2 separate regions of the Rattus norvegicus genome follow, and region 1 is linked to region 2. A link is a contact called in public HiChIP or PLAC-seq data. All regions are on one chromosome and are shown on one strand. The core of a region is the stretch at or near the end of the contact, and the rest is flanking DNA. Distances in the headings are between cores, read along the strand shown.

Region 1 (5,700 bases), core at 108-2,607, 87 kb before region 2:
TATACACTCGGTCATGTGGCCGGTCCCTCAGGGGAAAGGGATGCCTCAGCATGTATCCACAGGCACCCCCTTCCCCCATACTTCACCACACCTCCATAGAACACATCCCCCCTCTCTTTATATTTTTATAAACACATCAGACCTGACAGTCCCCAGGCCTACAGGAACAGGACTCCTGCCCTGGAATTCCTCCTTAAACTTTTAAGTGTTAGAGCTCAACCCCAGATTTTCATGTATCCAAGGCACGCACCCACCACGAAGGCACCATTTAAAAAATTGAGACCAGGTCTCATCGAGTCACTCAGGCTGGTCATGAACTCAGTTTGAAGCCCAACCAGGCCTTGAACCTGTGAGGCTCCTGTTATAGCCCCCAAGCAGATGGACTCAGACTTGTGCCACCACGTCTCGTACACCTAGGATTCTGGCTCAATGAACAAGATTCTGGTCTGATCTCAATGCTGCAATGGCCAGCCCATTAGGATCCTTTACCTGAACAGAGTCATGCTAGAGCTCGGCCACCCCCAGCAGCAATGGAGAACTCCCCCAGCCCACTAGTTTCTAGATCTCCCTTCATAAGCCTTGGGGAAACATAAAGAGATGCCCTCCTGCTGGCCCCTTCCTTGCCAATGCTGTGCAGACAGCGAGAGCGGGTCTCTGGAGATGTTGGGTGGGAGCTGGTTCTTTGCTTCCTACAGTGTGTCCTAAACATGTCCCAACCTCTCAAAGTCACCCTTCCTCGCCTGCTAACAGGAGAGTCCGGCTGACGTCTGGTCTTGAGTTCACTGTTGGATGTCTCTACATGGTGTGGACTCTGACAGGTATGAAGGTGGGATGGTTGCCCAGGTGGCAGTGGGAGAATCTTAGTCTATTTAGCCTAGTATCCTCCTCCTGTGAAGGATCCTCCCACCCACCCCCACCCCACCCCACCCCATTGAGCTCACGGTTTCACACATGCCATATAAAAGTACTGTTCTTTCTTCCATTTTTATTGACATTATAGACAGGTTCTAGCCTTGAGGCTTGCTCTTAGCCCAGTCAGACCTTGAATTTATAATCCTCCTGTCTCAAGCCTTTCAAGTAGATAGGATTCTAGATCTGAGCCACTAGGCTGGGTCCCTATCTCCTCTCTCTCTCCTCTCTCTCTCTCTCTCTCTCTCTCTCTCTCTCTCTCTCTCTCTCTCTCCTCCCCTTTGCCCTTCTGCACACTGCACACTCCGGATTGAGATGACTTGGAAATAGCCAAGGTTGTGGGTAGGCCACCTCATTAACTCCTAGGCCCTAAGCCTATATAACCTTTCTGTGGTAACCTTTTCAGCTCCCTTTCCTTTAGCCAAGTTATCTTCCAAGGGAAGGAGCTAGGCTTGGTCTTGGGGGGCAGGAGTGGCCCCCTTGGGGAGCAGGGGTGAGCCCTTGGCTGCCAGTTGGCAGTACGGTCTGGAGCCCCAAAGCCCCTGCTGCAGGACCCCTGGGGTGAGACAGTTTGTAAGGCTGTGAGGTCAGCCTGTGTCCAGTTCACTTTGACTCTCCGCAGAGACTTGGGCTGTTGGCCTGACTCAGAGAACAGGTTCTGGCTGCCTTGGGTACAATCCAGAGCAAAGAGGAAAGGAATCTTTTCCAAAGCAGAGACCAGGAGGAGGCACACAGAAGGCTCTTTGCTCTGGACCTGAAGCCTTTCAGGTCTGTTTTCTTTAAATATCCTGCTGCAGGAAAGAGAAGCCCAAATCCAGACATTCCTAAAACATTCAGGTGGCTTTAAAGAAGCAATTCGTTTGATTTTTCACCACACCCTGTTTCTGCTCACTGGGGTCTCAGGAACCTACTCTTGGAGCTTGGTTGGAAGGTCCGCACCCTTCCAGGTTTGCCCACACAGCTGCTGTACGCATGGGGCCTGAGACCTTACGGGAGCCTGCTTTTTCTTCTTTAGTCTGTTTTTGTTTTCTCTTGCTGTGCTGAAGATCAAACCCTTGGCCATATGTATCGTAGGCACGAACCACCACCGAGCTTCATCACAGCCCATATTTTGTTTGTTTGGTTTGAAGTCACTTTGATCCCCAGCTGTAATGGCACGACTGACCATTGAAAGACTTTCCCTTGATCCCAGGGGTCAGACCCACAGTGACTTCTGACTCAGTGCTCCAGTGCTGTGCCTGACTACTGGCCGTTAGCCCTGAAGTCCCATCCTGGGGGTCTACACCACTTCACTGGTCTTTATCTTGGAGGATTCTCCTCTGTGGCAGACTTTGAGCTTTTGTTTTCTGTGTCAGAATGAACCTGGTAGAGATGGTGCACAAGATGAGCAGAAGCCCAAGGCTAGCCCAGATTCAGGAACAGCCTCTGTGAAGGAGGAGCTGTAATTAGTGTGAGGAAGAGTCCAGAATGTGTCCCAGAGCTGGCTGTGGCCAAGAGGGAAAGGGGAGTCCTTCAGCAGCTTCACTTGCCTTTCCTGCCTCAAGTCCCTGGCTTTAGGGGCAGAGGTAAGGACAGGATAAGGACAGGTTGTCCTGAGAAAAGATGCATGGGGAGGGGGAAGCCGTCTACAACCACGCTGGGAAGGGGGAGATGGCTCCATGGGTAAAAGTGTTTGCTGAGCAAACCTGACAACCTTGGTTCTATTCCTGGAAGCCACATTGAAAAAAGACAACCAAAACCCCCATGTGAGATGGACATCTCTAATCCCAGCAGTCCTTCCTGCCATGAGGTAGAGGAGGAAAGAAGCTCCCAGAAGCGTTCAGGCAGTTAGCATGGAGTGGCAGCACTGAGGCAGAAAGCACATACACATGCCACACACACACACAGACACACTCACAGAGACACATTCATACATAGAGCATACGCACACAGACACACACAGACATACACGCACACAGACACACTCACACAAATACCATACACCCACTACGCAAACACACCCACACAAATCACACACACTCACACACACACACCACACAAACACACACACACACAAATCACACATACACACACACTCACACACACATCACACAAACACACACAATCATACATACACAAATGTACTACAAGGACACACCACACAGACACACATTCATATATACAGCACACGCATACAAATCACACAGACGCACACACACAAACAAACATACTTACTTACACACCACACAGACCCACACGAACTCACACAAACATTCTACATAGACACATCACATACATACCATGCAGTCACAGGACACGCTCACACTCATACACACCCAAACACACACACACTCTCTCTCTCTCTCACACACACACACACACACACACACACGCATACTAAACAATAACGAGAGAGGTACAGTGTCCCCTCAGGAAGAGATATTTAGGGGTTGGGGATTTAGCTCAGTGGTAGAGCTCTCGCCTAGCAAGCGCAAGGCCCTGGGTTTGGTCCCCAGCTCCAAAAAAAAGAAAAGAAAAAAAATGGGGGACAAAAGTCTACCCTTGGGCTGGAGACACGGCTCAGTGGTTAAGAGCTCTGGCTGCTCTTGCAGGGGACCTGGGTTTGGTTCCTAGCACCCATATGCTGGCTCATAACCATCTGTAATTCCCTTTCCAGAGGTCAGATGGTCTCTTCTGATCTCTGCAGGAACCAGGCACGCCTGTTGTGCACACACACACACACACACACACACACACACACACACACACACAGATAGTCATATACATAAAAAATCTTTTAAGTAAAGAAAAATCAACATGTTTATTATTTTTCAAAAGACTGGAGGGGCTGGAGAGATGGCTCAGCAGTTAAGAGCACTGGTTGCTTTTCCAGAGGACCTGAGTTCAATTCCCAGCATCCACGTGGCAGCTCACAAGTGTTTGTAACTCCAGTTCCAGGGGCTCTGACACCCTCTCACACACAACCAGGAACAGCACGAATGTACATTCAATAAGTAAATAAAGTCATTTAAAAGACTGGAAGCAAATTGATCAAATATGGGGATTGAGTAGGAGTTTCCTCCGTAAGGGGATTGATTCTCGCTTTCTCTCTGCTTTGCTGGGTGACTATGAGAAATTTTCTCCTTTCATGCACAGAACTAGCTCTGGCACGTTCCAGCTCAGATATTACCTGAGAATAATCAGGACCAGATGCTTATGGGCAGTTCCGTTGGCACAGCTGTTGCTGCCCACCCCTGTGCAGACCCAGCCACCCAAGCCCTCAACCCAGCCTGGGCCCCGGGAGGAAGCAGCCCCCACCCCTCCTCCCCTCAGCTGTGGGCTCTGATCTCAAATTAGAATTACGCCTCTTTTCTCTGCCTGGATCTGAATCATGAAAAGCCGCCTACACCGTCAGCTGCAACCTCAGGAACAAAGAGGAGACTTCAGGCAGAGCGGTTGCCTGGACAGCCATTCTAGCTCTGAAGCTTCAATAGGGAAAGGAGGGACCAAACTGGCACTGTATAATGGCAGGACACAGCGACATGTGTGACTCAGGCCCCCCACAGCTCCCTGGGTGGGCGACAATGATGGCCTGTGTCACAAGGAGGTTGGAGCAGGGAGGCTGGCTCTTCAGTGGAGCACTGGCTTGGGGTAGGACGGCTCCCTCCGCCTCAGAGTGAGATGGGCCAGGCTCTCCCTAGGGCTGAGGTGCAGGGACTTCCGGCTGCCAATCACGGCTGCATCCAGCTGCCAATCACGGCTGCATCTGAATCCCCATCCCTGTCCGCACCGCCTTAACTGTGATAGCAGGAGTTTAAACTCATTTCGGATTGAGTCCGTGGGAAACCTGCTCCTCCCCTGAGGAAAATTCGCCCGCAGAATTGATTCTCTTTGTTCTCTGGTCTCCGTCCTGCCTAGCCCCCATGCCCTTCTCCTCAGACGCCTGCAGCTCCAGAACCTTCTGTGATCTTTCAGTGCAGGGTTGTAACTCTGGTTCTTAGGTGAAGCGACCTCAGCAGATAGGACATAAACCACATTGTTGTCTCCTGTCCCCTCTCTCTGAGCCGCCCCCAGTCACCTGCTGCTGTTTCCTACCTGGTCAACCCGAGTTCACCCCTTTCCCTCAGCCTTCACCTCACTTCTGCCCCCTTATATTTCCTTAATTCCTAAAGCAGAAAAAAAAATTTGTCCATTTTTCCATCCGACTTTAGTTTGTCAGTCACACAGTCAAGATAAATATAAATCTTTCTTTTCTTTTTTCTTTTTCTTTTTTTTTTTTTTTTTTTGTATTTTGTTGTCGTAGTTTGTTTTGAGACAGGGTTTCTCTCTGTAGCCCTGGCTGTCCTGGCACATTTGCTCTGACTGCATCGTGGAATACATGAAAATTGAAAGTTGGGCCTTGCCTCCGCCTTTAGAAAATTCAAATCATCATCGGGCATTGTGGAGCACACCCTTAATTCCAGCACTCAGGAGGCAGAGGCAGGTAGATCTCTGTGGGTTAGAGGCCAGCCTGGTCTACAGAGAGAGTCTAGGACAGCCAGGGTTATTACACAGAGAAGAAACTCTTGTCTCAAAAACAAACAAACAAACAAACAACCCAGAAGGAAAAAAAAAAGAATATTCAAATTATATCAGGTAGCCTTCTTGATTTCTTGATATTTGTTTGTTTGTTTATTTGTTTTGGGGACACAGTTTCATTCTAGAAGGCCTAGAACTGACAGAAATCCTGGTGTCTCAGCCCCCGACACAGGTTGGGCATTGCAAATGTCAGCCGCTATGCCTGGCTTCTTGGCTTTCCTAACTTTCCTACCT
Region 2 (5,655 bases), core at 110-2,609:
AAAAGAAAACCCTGTCTTGAAAACCAAATAGAAGACAAACAAGCAAACAAAATTCCTCACTGAATTGTTTTCCTAGGAATGTGTTGTTTGGGACAATTAGGGACTCCCAGAGCTGCATTTTGTGTTGACCAAGTCAACAAAGTTATTATGTATTGAGTAAAGCTGTATGATGGGAAAAGACATGTAAAGAATGGTGTGGGGTCGGGGAGAGTTTTTAGCACTGGAAAGACAAACAGCAGAATATGTACTTAAAGAACAAATAAGTGACAGATGTGTATAATGGAACGCCAGGCTTGGTGGCACACGCCTTTATTCCTACCACTCAGAACAGAGGTATGAAGATCTCTGAGTTCAATGCCAGCCTGGTCCACATAGTGAATACCAGGATAGCCAAGGCTACATGAAAGACCTAGTTTTGAAACCAATGGCTCCCCGTGTCTATCTTCTGCCAGTTTGCAGTGTGCTCTGGCTTTTTATATATTTTCTGGAGTAGTACAATTCGGACACAGTAGGGTGTAAAGGGTCCAGCAGTTAGTAAACCCCAAGTACTTGCTGAATTTTAGAGCAGATAAGCCAAAAGCTGAATTGGTGGCTGGGTAGTAGATTAGTACTTTAAAAGACATTTCCAGGGTCCCTAAGGGCTCCACTATCTAACTATAGTCCTTTTGCGGTCTAAGATCACTCTCTGTAACTATTTGTAAACCTACCTCAGGCTGAACAGTAAAGTACAGATAGGAAGAGAAGAGTGTGAATGTTTGCAGTTTTAACAGAGCTCCTTTTATTTGCTATGCATAGCACCAACCCTCTAAAAGCAATAATGGTGATAAACATGCAAGTTAATCTACAACTTTATCACCCTAGTAAGCCATTGGTTTTTATTTTCCCTTCCACAGGCTGAACTTAGTAAGCACTGTTAGCTCTTTGCTTGGCTCAAGCGCTGCTTGTTAAAATCTAAAAAAAAGATTTGCAGCTTTGCTTTTAAAGTTTTCCCTTTTTTAAAGCATGTCCACGGCTGCACAAACTCGTCTTTACGATATGTTTTTAGCGGAGACCTAAGCTTGCAAGCAGCAGTATTTTAGAGTGAAGGCTAATACTTCTGAACTTGCACCACAGGGTTGGGTGTCGGTCAAGGTTAGGTGGAGGGCGACGGGCCAACTACAAAGACACCGCGGGGGAGGGGTGCGCCGAGAGAAAGAAAGCCACAGCCAATCGCGCGCGCAGTCCTGACACCTGCCGCCTTGGCGCCTTTTCTCTCCCACTCCGCGCACGCACGAGCTGCGCGCGCATCTCGCCTCCAGCGGTCTTGCCTGAGCACCTCGGTAGGTGTACGTGCGGCAGGAAGTGACGTAAGCCAAGAGGGCCGGCCCGGGGGCGGGGCCGGCCTATATGCTTGGGTAGGAGGCAGCGCTCCTTTCAGAAGGCGTGTGGAGCGCGGGCCGCTGCATTGCGGACTGAGGAGGTGCTTCAGAGTGAGTGACTCTCCTGTCAGTGGCACGGCCCATCGTGTTCATCGCGTGGCGGACGGACTAGAACGAGAGGCCAGGGCCGGCGGGCGGCGGGCGGCGAGGCGGCGGGCTGTTGCGGAGCCGGGGCTGCGGAGCACGGGTTGCAGGTGCAGCGGGGTGGGTGGGGAGCCGCTGTACCCTGCGCCCCTCGGGTCCTCCGGGCCTTCGCAAGCCGGTCCTAGGCCGCGGGTTCGAGAGTCACCACGCTGAGGCGCAGGCTTGTTCCGCTGGGAACACGTGGTGGCGGCTGGAGGAAGTTGCCCCAGGGAACGGCTGTCGGGGTACGTGGGTGACCTTGGGGCCCCTCGCAGGAGGGGGTCACAGCTGAAAAGGACAAAGCTGTTTTAATTCGGCTTCTAGTGTCATGGACATTTAAGGGGACTTTCCAAGAACCGCACGTTGGAACTTCGGCACCACCTGGTCCTTTTTTATTTTTTTTTGCCAGGCTCTGCCTCTTGGCCCAGCGTGTGAAATCTCATTTTTTCAGGGCAGAATAGATCTGAACGCTGCAGATAATACTAAGAATGTTGCTAGCATCCTCAAGATGGGAGAGCTTAAATAGAAATAAGGCCTCTTGGTAAGAGCTATTTAGAGCTAGCTGTAGGGAACCAACGTGCTCATGGTGTTGGACAGCTCTCTAAAATGGTGTTTGAGGGTAAGAAATCTGTATTTGCAAACTTTCAGTTAACATTTTGTCCCGTGCTTAAAATGAAATGATCTCGTTGTACTTAACGCAGAGGACTGGGCTGGATTGCAGTTCAGTTCCTTTGCTTTTTTTTTTTTTTTTTTAATAGGATTGAAATGGGGAATAGTTGTGTTACAGGAATTCTCGGCTACCTGATACCTTTATTCTAAGATTAGATGAGTTTGGAACAGTAGCTGGCTAGTGCAGTTGGCTCTGAGCTGTGAATTATGACCTCCTTGACAAAGACATTTAAGCTGATTCAGGACCTTATCTACCAAAAAAATGGGATTTAGCTTGTGTGGGTCCTCCTGCATTTGTTTTCTGTAAGGATTATAATAAACTGCATTATACAGGAATCCAATATCAGCCGTTTTTCTCAAAGGGAGATATATATATATGTGTGTGTATGTATATATATATATATATATATATATATATATATATATATATATATATAATACTTTTTACTTTGAGAGGGGATGTTGTCAAGGAATGGTGACTGAGAACCTAACCTGTGTTGACTGGATAGATCTGTCTGCCTAACTCCACCCTAAGGCTAAGTAGTTATGTGCTGTGGCAATGTGCTTATCTGTACTGGGGCAAGGTTCTGGGCTAAATTTGAATTAGACAACAATGAAAGTTACTTAAAAGAACCTCTGGTCTTGGGTCTATTGTGTGTAGGTGATTTCCTTCTCTCTCAGATGAAGGCTATACAAAGTAAACTTCAGTGACCTCAAGTGGTTCCGACCTTTTGGTTGCTTTTCAGAGAACTGTATGGAAATGAAAACCTGCTACCTTTTATTTCCTCTTGGTTTTTCAATTTCCCAAAGAAGGTCCCACTATGAATCCATGGGTAGCCTTGAACTCAGATCCATCTGCTTCTGCTTGGATAGTGGCATGGTGCCACACACCTTTGATCCCAGCACTGGGGCAAGGCAGAGGCAGGTAGATGACTGAGTTAAGTGTAAGAACCTGTCTTTAAAACATCTCAATAAGTCATTCTAAGTATATATAGTCATAAGTTTTAGCCAAAGTGGGTTGGGCTTTTGTTTTTGTCCAAACTCATGATCATTAAGCATATTGGAACACTTGTGAGGGTGGGGAAGTGGGCAGGTGTCTATTTTCAAGACGTAGCTTCTCTGTACAGCCTGGTGTATCCTGTAACTCCCTCTGTAGACCAGTTTGCCCTTGAACTCAGAGAGATCTGTCTGTCTCTGCCTCCTGAGAGCTAGGACTAAAGGTCTGTGCACTTACTGCATAGCGGCTTATTGGAATACAGAAACTTTGAGCTGTATAACTGCCACTTAATATTCTGTACTAAGATTGGGAGAGAAGTCAAAGATCTCATAGGTGGTCTGTGAGCTAAGACTGCAGTAGTAAAGAAGTAGGACTTAGAACAGGAAGACTTGTAAAAGTCAGGGCTAAATACTGTCTAATTTTGAAGCTCTAGATGGAGTCCTCAGTCAGAGGAGCTTCCTTCTGTGTGAACGCAGGATTTGAAAGTAGCCATGTGCTTGTCAGAAGAACCATTTCATAGCTTACTTTCTAATGACAAGTCTGGGCAGTATCATTGGTTATCTTCTAGTTTACAGTTCAAAGTTAAGGTCCTATATCACAAGAACCATGCCTGTCTTTTTATCTTAGTTTTATTTATCTTAATCTTTATTAGAATTGAAGCATTTTCCTAATGTTTGGTAACATCAAAGATGTATAAGTAAATGTGAGAGATCAAGATTAACTTTCTCTTGTCACAGACGTTGGCACTGGTGACATCTTGGGATAATAAGCCAAATGAGGATTGCTTTACTTTTAGATGTGGTCCATTGTCAGCTACTAGCTAGTCTGTGCTTGCAGAGTATAGATTTGACAATTTAACTATCTTGACTGGTTATCACTGTGTAGACCAGGTTGACCTTGAACACAAATCCTTCCTCTGCTTCCCAAGTGCTGGGATTAAAGTCATGTGTCACTAGGTCTGGCGCTTTGCCTATTTTGGAACTACTATGGTGTTCACATATGCAGTATTGGGATTAAATGGAAATTTCATAACTCATAATTTTTTATTGACTTTGCCCTCTGTACAGGGTTCTCTGAACTAGCCCTAGACCAGGTTGAATTCAAACTCAGATCATCTGCCTAAGTGCTGGGATTAAAGGCATGTGCCACCACTGCCCAGCTCTGAATTGTTTTGTTTTTTTTGTTTGTTTGTTTTGTTTTGTTGTTATTCTTAATTTTGGTTCAGTGAATTAAAATAGAAATAACTTGTTTCTCAGAAAAAATAAGGTGTAATTGGATTATAAAGCCAAATTTGGACATTAGTACCAGCAGCCTGTTTAGGCTCAATTGTTCAATCATTATTTTATTAATATTTATTATTAATCATTATCAAACTAAAATATTTTAGGAATAGCTATCTCAGACAAGCATTAAAAGTGTAAGCTGTTTTTTTTTCCTAGAATTTGATTAAAATTGCCTCAGGGTGGGGCGTTCTGGCTCTGGCGATTGGTCTGTTTCTGGTGCAGTGGTGGTGATAAACTAGCAGAAGGGACAAGAGATTGTGCTTCCGAGAACACATGTATGATCTGACATGTGACTTTAATCATTAAAACAGGGGGGTTCAAAGATGTTAGTGAATAGACTTAGAACTAACATCCTCCATCCTGCCAAGTGCTGTGTCACCAGACCTAACTGTTGTAGAAAAACTCTTTTTTTTTTTTTTTTTTTTTCTCGGAGCTGGGGACCGAACCCAGGGCCTTGCGCTTCCTAGGTAAGCGCTCTACCACTGAGCTAAATCCCCAGCCCCGTAGAAAAACTCTTATTCTCCTAGTTTCTGCATAGTGTTGTCTTTGAATTAGTCCCTCTGGATACTAAGTTTAAGCATTTATTTGAACAGAGTGGTACCTGCCCACTTGCAGTTCTGTTCTAGTGCTTGGGAGGAAAGAGGCAGAGTGAACATGACCGACCAGCTTGGGCAACTTAAGAACACTGAAAGGGCTTGCCACCCCATAGTCTTTCATTTCATTAAACACACTTGATAGAGATGGTATCCTAACAAGTTTTCTCTATACTTTGGGTTTTGTTTTGCTTTGGTTTTTGTTTGTTTTGTAGCTCTGACTGGCTGGCTTCAGAATTGCCTGCCTCCCGGGTGCTAAAATTTATAGTAGGCCTCACCGTCACTGCTCAGTTGATATCATGATTCTTAATTCAGCTTTTAATCAAGAACAAATCATCACACTCTGAATCTAGCATAGCATTATCCATGTTCAGTTATCTTTGTCTCAAGGCTCAGGTTTATCTTCTGTAGTTTTCTCCCCTGCTATCCCATCTCAATTCAGCGTCCAGTCAAGGGTCACACTGAATTGGTTATCAGTAAATTAAACATTTTAGTGGCTGTCTGGGGGACAGGTTATGGTATAGTTCTCAGTGCTGGGAAGTTGATGCGATGGGATCTCAGTTTATGGCCAG

What was found. HiChIP or PLAC-seq counts read pairs in DNA pulled down with a chosen protein or histone mark.
Region 1: an H3K27ac HiChIP or PLAC-seq map of oligodendrocytes shows a contact between it and region 2, with 11 times the contacts expected there. The contact joins the enhancer-like site here to the promoter of Tfrc in region 2. A contact is called at or near these places in 8 of 12 Hi-C or Micro-C datasets (Schwann cells, frontal cortex, hepatocytes and 4 more) and 1 of 1 datasets of contacts at active chromatin or transcription factors (oligodendrocytes).

Annotation. Positions count from the first base shown.
Region 1 is chr11:81,772,713-81,778,412 of GRCr8, reverse strand. It overlaps LOC102547162 (a long non-coding RNA gene), which reads right to left. Exons shown (of 3, transcript XR_010056306.1): 3 at 969-2,334. Among named protein-coding and RNA genes, the nearest start is that of Zdhhc19, 18 kb to the left of the region's middle. Within about 2 kb of position 1,357, at least 23 of the 93 cell types and tissues checked have an H3K27ac peak or open chromatin away from gene starts, as enhancers often do.
Region 2 is chr11:81,686,022-81,691,676 of GRCr8, reverse strand. It overlaps Tfrc (transferrin receptor), which reads left to right and starts at 1,359. Exons shown (of 19, transcript NM_022712.1): 1 at 1,359-1,469. It also overlaps the pseudogene Rplp0-ps12.